Linked DNA regions of Hordeum vulgare: region 2 is linked to region 1. A link is a contact called in public Hi-C data. All regions are on one chromosome and are shown on one strand. Each heading gives the region's core, a stretch centred on a gene start, on an enhancer-like site or on the middle of the called end of the contact. The rest is flanking DNA. Distances are from core to core; before and after follow the strand shown. Region 1 holds the start of LOC123398204 (protein SAR DEFICIENT 1-like). Region 2 holds the start of LOC123399738.

Region 1 (4,932 bases), core at 1,445-3,944:
TCTAGTAGAATAAGAATAAAGACATCTTCTGCATCAAAACATACATCCTAAATGCTCACCGACATGTCTAGACATGTCTAGAAACAGCGGATAAGAGCATCTCTAGTAGACCCTGTATAAGTGGTCAAACTCGTAAAAAAATTACGTTTTATAGTTTTGGTCATAAAAAGTGTGCAGAACAGAAACCGTAAAAGTGGTCCAACTCGTAAAATTTTAAAGGGACACGGTAAAGCCACACCTGAAACCCTTATTTTTGAAGGTTAGAAGACCGATCCTAGGGGGGCCCATATGCCGGTCAAACCTCGTAGGAGCAAACATGTCGCCGTGGAGTTTGCCGGAATCTGCCCTAAACTTGACAGAATTCATCACCGCATGCCGGAAAAGGCCGCTCGACGCCGTAGTCGATCACCGCCGGTTTGAATTGGGCGAGCTCGACCTCGCCATGGCCTCCCAAGACCTCAGCCTGGCCGTCGGAATCCTCCCGGCGCGTCAGGCAAAGGGGCACGGCTGGCAACAGAGCAAGTCGCTGACGACGGAAGCGACGGGGCATGGCCGACAGGCGACAAGGCGTGGCCAGCGTGATGATGGGACGCGACCGACGGGGATGGGCCGCGGCCAACAAGCGACGGGGCGCGTCCGACGGGGTTGGGCGCGACCAGCTAGAGGAAGGGGCGGCTGCCGGCGGACCGGAGGAAGAAGTTGTTTACCGCAGTTTAAAATTTTATTTTACAGTTTCTATTCGGACATAGCTAAAATGGATCCTTAAAATGCCTTTTTCGACCTGTATCCCAGTTTTACAGTTTGCGTTTTTACGAGGTCCGCTAGAAATGCTCTAAGGAAGCGTCCATCCAACCCAATGTAGTAAATGCTCACCTACATTTCAAATGAATATTTCACAAGCGGACAAAATGTAAGTTAATTTCATATATTATATGGAAATCGGACATTATTTAACAAGTTCAACTAAAATAAATAAATTAATTAAACTACACGAGGTACCGGGAGTGACCTCGTAGGCATGACCTCCGAGACCACCGCACCTCCATCGGCGTTGCCGACATTGTTGTTGTCGTCGTCCTTCCAGCGGTGAACGGCCTCCCACGGATCACAACATCCCTTATTGGTCGCCGATGTGTGTTTGCGGTGGAGCCGCTCCGCCTCACACGTTCGATCGACAGCATCTGGCCAGCGACGATGATCGTTCTGGCGTCTCCGACAAGCGAACTTCTACGAGGTGGTCTTGAACCTATCCTTGGTCAGGCCAGCGAGAGGTTTGGGTTGGCGTACACCCAGTTCGACGCAACGTTCTACGTCATGAAGGCCAAACGTCACTCCACATGCTCCTAGTGCTCCTTCTCGGGTGTCGCTTTGTCGGCCACCGTCCTAGTGCTCCAGGAGGAGGTGCCGATGTTTCGTCCGAGGTAGAAGAGGAGGTGGTCGCGTGCATTGACGATCATTGGGGCGAGCGCCTTCTCCTTCACGAAAACCACACGCCATCAGTCACTTTCTTTCATGCCCATCCGATCAATATCCAACCTCAATCATTTTATGGTATGTTCATCTTTTTTATCTCCATCTTCCTCCCACGTGACAATTCCTCCTCTTCGCAGCCTACCCCACCCATCTGCCTGCCTCTCTCCCCCTTGGTCGAGGGAGCTACTGTACACTGCCTTGCTGCCTTGCCCTATCCTCGATGTTGCTGGTCACCGCCCCGGCCATGCCTCTAAGCCCCACACCACCTATGAAAAATTTCAACGACCCCCTACACCTCCACCACTAAGATAGATAACAGGATTGTAGCTTCCCCCTAGTAATTAGATAGATGATGAGGCTATTACTTTGGAAAATACATGTTTCTGGTTGTATATGCACCATATATAAAGATTTTTTTAATAATTAATTAAAAAGTCAAAATAGTTCCGACCTATTTTAGGTTAAACTTGACTTTGTTTTGTATTATTGTATAAATTTTCATGAAAAAAGTCAACATTGACTTATGGACAAAAAAGACAAAATTTATTTGTTATTATAGGTCATTTTGACAAAAAAATTGTCTTTTTTGAAAAGAAGTCAAAATGTAATTTATTTTTTGTGGAATTGTTTACAAGTATAATGGAAGGTCGAGTTTATTTTAAAAATATTTCTAAGAATTTTTAAATTTTTATTGAATTGTTATTTTTTTTGCATATAGGACGTATATACACTCAGGTTTTAAAAAATATTCTTCCTATGACTTCGCCCTAAGGTAGATAGTGGAGTTGGTTCTTCTCCAAGGCCCGTCCTCCTCATCTGTGCGCTCCGAAAGAATTAAGAAAGAAGCAAAAAGTGACCAACGCAACAAAAATTTCATGTACAAAAAAAAGAGATCAAACCCGTGCTAGACTAGCTTGTTGACATTTTTTTTATAAAGAAAAACTTCATGGATACGAGACGCTTAAGCCAAGACTCGAACACTGGACTGGCTGCGAACTCTCCCACATTGCCAAGTGAGCTACGTTCTTAAATTTCATGTATGTAAAAAAAACCCGCAAAGGAAATGTTACGTGCTTACGGCCAAGGAACACGAATTTTTCAGCGCGGGGGGGGGGGGGGGGGGGGGGGAAGAAGAAACTTAACGGCGAGAGAGAGGAATCTTGCAAGACTCAAGAGAGAGAAAATAAGGGCGGCATCGCCCTCGCCGCATCGATCGATCGGTTTCCTCGTACGTACGTGTCTTCGGGGCTTCGCCGCGTTCAGCCGTCCACGGACGAGACAAGAGCGAGGCTCCCCGCGCTTTCCCTTTCCGCGCCGCCCGCAGCAACAAGAAGGCGAGTGAAGCGAAGCGAAGTGAAGTGGGGTTGAGTGCTTGACTTCCTCCCAAGTCGTCCCCCATCGAGCTCTCACTCTCACCTACCAAATCCGTCGAAACACGCTCGGTGAAGACCGAAACAATTGTCCTTAATCCTCCACGCCGTGCTCTACATCTCAATGGTCGCCCCATAAAGCCCAACGGTAGCGTGAGCTGAACGCCGCCAACCCATTTTCTTCTTCTCCTTCGACCCCTTCCTGTTCCGCCTCCGTCGACGCTGCTATCGTGCAAGAACTGGTGCCGCAGAGAGAGGGGGGGAGCGATTCGTCGGTGACATGGCGCCGCCGAAGAGGCAGCTGGCCCTGACGGGCGCCGGCGCAGGCCGGGAGGAGGCGAAGCGCCTGCGCGTCGGGGTCGCCAACGCCAGCGCCGCCGGCTGGCAGGCGCCGACTTCGCCGGCGTCGCCGGGGACGCGGCTCATGCGGCGGACCGTGCTCGTCGTGCTCTTTCTACTGCGAATGTGCGTGCCCCCATCCCCATCTGCCCGCCTCATATTTCTTCTCAGTCCATCGGGTGCACGTCGGTCGAGCTCCGCTTCTTGATCTCTAACTCTTCTGTCCCCGCGAATCCGTGCGTGCAGGAGCGACGCCATCACGGTGACGGAAAGCATCTCCCAGATTGGTCGCATGGTGAGCGCGCGCGCCTGCGTGTGTGCAGCACGAGTATTCGTTTTTGCTGGAATTTCAAGATTTATGCTTCATCGCCTGTGGATTTGTTCTGTCTACTCATTTTGGTTGTCTCTTTTGTGCTTGTATAGGTTCAGAGGAAGATGGAAGGGTTTCAAAAGTTTCAGGCTCTTATGATCCGGTAAGGATCATTTCTCTGTTATGCTATTGTGTTCAAATTTTGTTTCAAAAGAAACATCAGCCGTTTCTCATACTATCTTCTAGAAACTGTTTAATTATGAACTCGACTTTCCTTTAAGATTTTATATTTACGTTTCTTAAAGCATCTTTAGCACACCCAATAAAACCGCGTGGCCCGTATAATTCCGACGATTATACGGGTTTGACCGATTTTTGGGCACCGGGTCCGGAAACCCCCTCTCCTTCGCGCAATATATATCCGGGTCCATGGCCATGATATGGATTTTTATCCATTTCTGCAATTATATGGGTACCTTTGGGCACGCCGTTGTGATTCCCCATTCCCCTGTGATTTTTCGCCGCCGGTGACATAAATCCGCCGCCCTGCCCATCGATCCACCATGATGTGGGACGGGATGTGGAGCTTTGGCCGGCGCGGCGGCAACGACCCTGAGAGGAAGCGCTACGTCGCCGCCGACGCTGCGAGGAAGTTGTCCACCTGGCGGTACAACAACCAAGGCCTTGAGCCGCCGACGTCCCTCTTCCGTCGTGAGACAGAGGAGTACTACCGACAACAAGCTCGGCTCGCCTACGACGTGCGCAGCTCGCGCACGCCGCTGTCGCCTGCTGATCAAGAGGGGGGTGAAGGAGCTCCCGTCACTCCGCGCGGTGAAGAGGGAGCACAAGGCGGAGCGGTCGCGCGTTGGCGGCGTAGGGCCGGTGGACTACCTCCCCCTCCCTCTCTCCGGGGCGAACACTATCGAGGTGGCGATTCTCGCATGCAGTGCGTGGGAGGAGGAGGAGGTGGCGCACCAGCACCGTCGGGATGAGGAGGTCAACGACGTCCTGCTCTAGCAGTGCCTCGCTAGGATGCGGGAGATCGAGGAGAAGGAGGAGGCGTGGCGCTGCGAAGCCGAAGCGCAGGACTCCATGTACATCAACCTCACCTCCGACAACGACAACGAGTGATCGCCGCTGCACCCGCAGGCTCCGGCGAGCCCCATTTTGGCCAGTTTAGGGTTAGGTTAGGCCGACGTGCAATATGTAATCGATGAACTATATGTATGTATGAATGATCATTTCTATTATATGTATCTATGAACGATCATCTCTACTGTTTCTTGTTCATTTTTCGGACGAAACATTAAAAAAATATATAATCTCATATAAGGTTTCTGCTCGGTCGCAGGCAAATCCGTACCTTATAATAGGGCAAACACGAACCGTACCCGTATAAGGGCTAGCCTTATCAGGAGTCTGCTAGAGAAGCTCTTAGCA
Region 2 (4,932 bases), core at 1,371-3,870, 500 kb before region 1:
TTAAACGACCAGAATATTATTAAAGAATATCAAACATAATATTTAAGAGAACTGAAGTTGGCATAGAAAAACAGATAGGGGACCTTAGAGACTCCCTCGGAATGGTTATGCTCGATAGGCTCGTCATCGAATCCTTCTTCTTCACGCGCTGAAGAGGAGGTTTCTTCTTCTGAACAAGTTTTCACATAAATCAGAAATAAGATATGTGAATTTGTATAGTACTAATACTTGTGTAATACTGTCATACCGTCATCTGGCTCCTCCCCAACACGCACTGTTGAGGCAATCATTGTGCTTGCCCTCATATAATTCAAGTCCGGAACAGGACTTCCACCAGAGGGGTGATCGATACTCTCTTTGCGAAGTAGATGGACTATTACGGTAAGCTCCTTCTTGTCCTTTTTCAGTTCAAAGAGACAGATATCTCCTAATCGCAGACTGTTGTCAGCGATAAATTTGGACCAACCTCCAATAAGGTACCACCTTTTGGGGTACTTCCGATCATGAAACAACATATTGATATTCCATGTCTTTCCCATGTACTGGAACATCAAAGTTACATTTCTGTGGGGGAGATGTTCAGCGGCATATCGTTTACTCAATTCCTGGTATTTCATAGATAGATAGTTAGATAGATGTAATAGACTTTAGTCACAGACTGAATAATTTTACCATAAAAACATCAGAAACTGTATTTCTAGGTTTAATTTGGAGTTATATAGTTAACCAAATATAGTTTCTTGTAGGAAGGTCAAGAATCATACACTCTTAAAAAAAGTTAATAAAGATCAAAAGGTACCAATCAATATTAAAAGGGGAATTAGCTTACTACCATGTGCCTGGAACCAAGGTTGCTCTTTGTCATGATTGACACGTAAATTGGAACTTCAGATTGGATGGAGTGCACTTTCTTTTGAACGGCACTCCTCTCAGAGGGAGATAGACGGGCTCCATATGGTAAAACGTAGGGCGGCTGACCATGAGAGTCCTCACACTCCGAAGATTCATGAGAAACTTCAGTTTGAGAATCAGTTGTTTCTTTGGGAAGTAGATGGACTGTAAACGTGAATGGTTTTCCACCTTTTGCGGGTACAAAAATGCAGATATCTCCCACATGCACACCATTATCACGCACAAAGTGTAACCAAGTGCCCGTAAGCTTGATCATAGTTCCTTTCTTGTAGAATCTGGGATGCCATTTCTTGTTCTTGCCTGGACTCTGGAGCGTGACGGTTGCACTTTCATGTGGAAAGTGCTCAACAGCGTAATCCTTAGGAATGGTCTGCCCACAGATGGAACAGAATGTTATGCCATTGTCAAACAAGAAGACAATAATATACCAAACTTAAGCTTGGAACCCAAAAGGTGTATTGTTTCCACTGACAAGCAAGAAAAAATATATTTTTTATCCATAAGTTCTCCAAAGGTCATGAAAGTTTGCAGATAATGTAATTCTTCAATAACATTGAAAACATGAATGTAGCACATCAGAGCAAGCAACAAAGAGTTGAGACTGAAAGCAGTGTGCTGTGCACTCAACAGAAGAGAAGAGTGAACTTACCACATATGAAGAGTAAGACCTCAACATGATAGCCACAAAAACAGTAACTTTAGGTTTGATTTCTTTGATAAGCGCAACTACTCTGTTCTTTTCGGCGTTAGATAGATCACACCTTTGCGGTAACACATAATCTTGCCCTGGAGTTATCTGAACATCATCCGACTCAAGAGACTCGTATGCAGAAGGACTGTCTTCCCCTGTACAAATCTTCACAGGTAAAGGGACTGTAATAACAATTTAAAGTTCTGACACGGATGTGCAAGCAACTAAACTGACATCACCTGATTGCTCGGATGCAGAGGATATCACAGACGTCTTGCGTCGTTTTCTGCGATGGCCCGAGCTTCTATTTTCGTATCCGTCGTCTGAACTTTCACTTGACAACTGAATGTAACAATCACTGCTTGATACCTCGGTAGAATCTGTGCTCATTTCTTGTGCGTCGTCTGACCCGCCATGAGTCGGAGCAGTTGGCGAGCCAGAGGGGCAAACTCTCCGGCGAACTCGCCTAGCCGCCCTTCTTTCCTCCGTAAGAGGCGTATCCATCAAACTTGACGGAACGGGGCCCTCCGCTGCGCCTGGCATGGCTGCCTCTGGTACATGTAAATGCAGGATACGAGGATCAACATAGACCAACAATGTACAGACAAATAGCAATGCACAAACCCCTAACAAAAAATCCCTAAATCGCCTATCAATACCGAATATAATAGGGAACGAGCACGGAGCACCCACCGCTATCGAGCCCAAATCTGATCACCCAAATCAACAGGGAAAATACAATAGAGAAGCGAAGGCACTCACCAAGGAAGGCCCGCCTGCCCGTCGACGGCACCTAACGGAGAACAAAGGGCGGGGCCACGGGGCAAGAAGGAAGACCGGCGACCGCGACCACCGAGCCGCCGCCGATGGCGACCAAGCCCGCAGAAGCGACCCCGCGCAGCCGCGGGGCCGCCCACCGAACCAAACAACGACCGCACGGCCGGAACCTCGAGAGGCGGAAACAACGAACGCACGGCGGCCGGAGAAGGCAATGGCAATGGCAATGGCAAACCCCTCCGACCGAAGCCGACCTTGTGACGACCTCGGATAAACCCCAGCCCACGAACGCACCGAGCAAGGACATTCGCACATACGGACGGGCGCCCGAATAGGCCCACCTCGCCTACAAGGCACCCGAGGTGGGCCGGTCCAGTAGCGCGGCGCAGGGAGCCGGTTTTCTATTCGTGTCCTTTTCGGAAACGTTTTCCCTAGGCTAGTTTTTTGTCGATTCCTTTTTTTAAGCAAGTACAGTAGATAATTGCCCGCTAAAAGTTAAAGGAAAAACCTTGGAATCATCCGACTGATTTTAACAGACATGTCAGCCGCTCGCTCGGCCGTACGATCACGCTGATCGTATTTCTTTTTGGCGCAAGCTGCACTGTGTTCATACGTGGTTCTCTGCCTTTTTCAGTTTCTGTGGTCTGCGAGCTCAGCATTCACACGAACACGTTGTTTTGACGTTTCAACGGCACACTGCTAAGCTAGCTAGTAGCTACTTGCCTACTCACTCCTAAAGCAAAAAAGTGGCAGCGTCGTTGCTGTCATTATCACAACAAAGAAAGGTGTAAATAGAAACCAATATTTGGCAACAAAATCAGCCTTTTTGAGGCATTTGCAATATTTAGACCCACCAACTAATTTCTGAAATTTTTTAGCTCGCATCAATGGTCTCTCTTATGCAACATATTTTCGGTCCCAACCTTATCTTGAGCTGAATTATCCAATCTACATATTTTCTCTCCGCCCTTTTTCCCTTTTTTACGTTGCCCGACGCCCGCTCCTCCTAAGGCAGATGGCCCCTATTGCGAGTGGCGCCACAACAACGGTCGACGACACTTCTAGGGTTGTTGTGTTGTGAGGCCATCTAGATGAGCGCTACTAGGTGGCACCAACTGCTTTTCCAAGGTTGTCGGAGTTGTTACGAGAAGTGCTGCAACGGTTGGTTATCATTGCTGCAAGCAGGAGGGGTGACGCTGCAATGATTGGTCGTTCTTGCCATGATCGGGATGTGCGACGTTAAAATAGCGAGTCATAGTTGTTGGTTGTGCGACGCTACAATAGCCAGCTGTAATTGTTGCTAATGGAACACGAGGCACTATGATGATCAATCACCATTGATGTGTCGGCACGCGCGGTGCTGCAATGGTTGGTCGTCGTTGTTGTGAGTGGGATTCGCGATGCTGCAAGGACTGGTCATCGTTGTGCGATCGGAATGCACAACTCTACAAGGATCAGTACTCGTTGTTGTTGCAATCATAGTGCAAGACGCTACAAGGACCGGTCATTGTCACTGCGATCAGACGCACATGCTACAATGGTCGGTTGTCATTGTTGCGGGCGCATGATGTTGCAATGGTCAGTTGTCCTTGCCACGGACGCGCGGTGATGCAAGGGTCGCTCGTCGTTCTTGCCATCAAAACACGTTACGCTGTAAGGAACGATCGTTGTCGCTACGATCACATGCACGACGCACGATGCTGCAATGTTCGGTTGTCATTGTTGCGGACGCACGACGCTGCACACTGCAACGGCCGGTTGTCACTAGTACGAGGGCGCGACGCTTCAAGGATCGTTCATTGTTGTTGTGACTGGGACGCACAACGAAGAAATGGATGATTCTCATTGTTGTGGATGCGCAACTTTGCCATGGCTGATAGTCGTTGCTGCGAACGGACGGCGCTACAATGATCGGTCGTCATTGATGTTATTGAGACATGTGACATTGCATTGGTTGATCGTACTTGCTCCGAACAAGGCGCATGATGCTGCAAGAGACAACTTCGGATGTTGCAAGGGACAATTACTATTTGATGCAAGAGGGACGTGACATGCTACAAGGGTCTAACAGCCACAACTGCAAAGCCCCGTCACTACAGCTCCATGCTGGTCAACGTTAGCTTTGCTGGTGCATAGAAGCTGGACGACCCAATTGTAACAATCTTCTTCCGTTGAGTTACAACTCGTTTATCGTGATCGTTGGAAATACTTGCTACATCCTTTGCATTTTTAATGTTTTCTCCTAGATCTATGCGGCGTCAAGCAAAACATTTATGTGTTGTGTACAAACAAAAATTCTTAACAACTACTTCCTCCTTTTAAATATAAGTCTTTCTAGAGATTATACTAGAAGATTACATACGAAGTAAAATGGATGAATCTATATTCTAAAATATGTTTATATACATCTTAATGTAGTTTACTAGTGAAAGCTTAAAAAAGACTTATATTTAGAAACGGAAAGAGTAAATTGCATGATCAGCCGTGTAAAGAAATATTTGTAGCATAAGATTGTTTATTACTTTAACATTTTGTTTGGGAGTTGTTTGTAT

The links. Hi-C and Micro-C count contacts between places; a contact is called where the count stands out from the background.
Region 2: a contact with region 1 is called in a Hi-C map of leaf, with 8 times the contacts expected there. The contact joins the promoter of LOC123399738 here to the promoter of LOC123398204 in region 1. A contact is called at or near these places in 3 of 6 Hi-C or Micro-C datasets (leaf and seedling).

Annotation. Positions count from the first base shown.
Region 1 is chr5H:108,449,815-108,454,746 of MorexV3_pseudomolecules_assembly, reverse strand. It overlaps LOC123398204 (protein SAR DEFICIENT 1-like), which reads left to right and starts at 2,694. Exons shown (of 12, transcript XM_045092701.1): 1 at 2,694-3,308; 2 at 3,429-3,477; 3 at 3,606-3,655. The coding sequence starts at 3,124.
Region 2 is chr5H:108,954,395-108,959,326 of MorexV3_pseudomolecules_assembly, reverse strand. It overlaps LOC123399738, which reads right to left and starts at 2,620. Exons shown (of 11, transcript XM_045094123.1): 1 at 2,366-2,620; 2 at 1,843-2,154; 3 at 1,562-1,758; 4 at 833-1,282; 5 at 248-605; 6 at 84-169. The coding sequence starts at 2,146.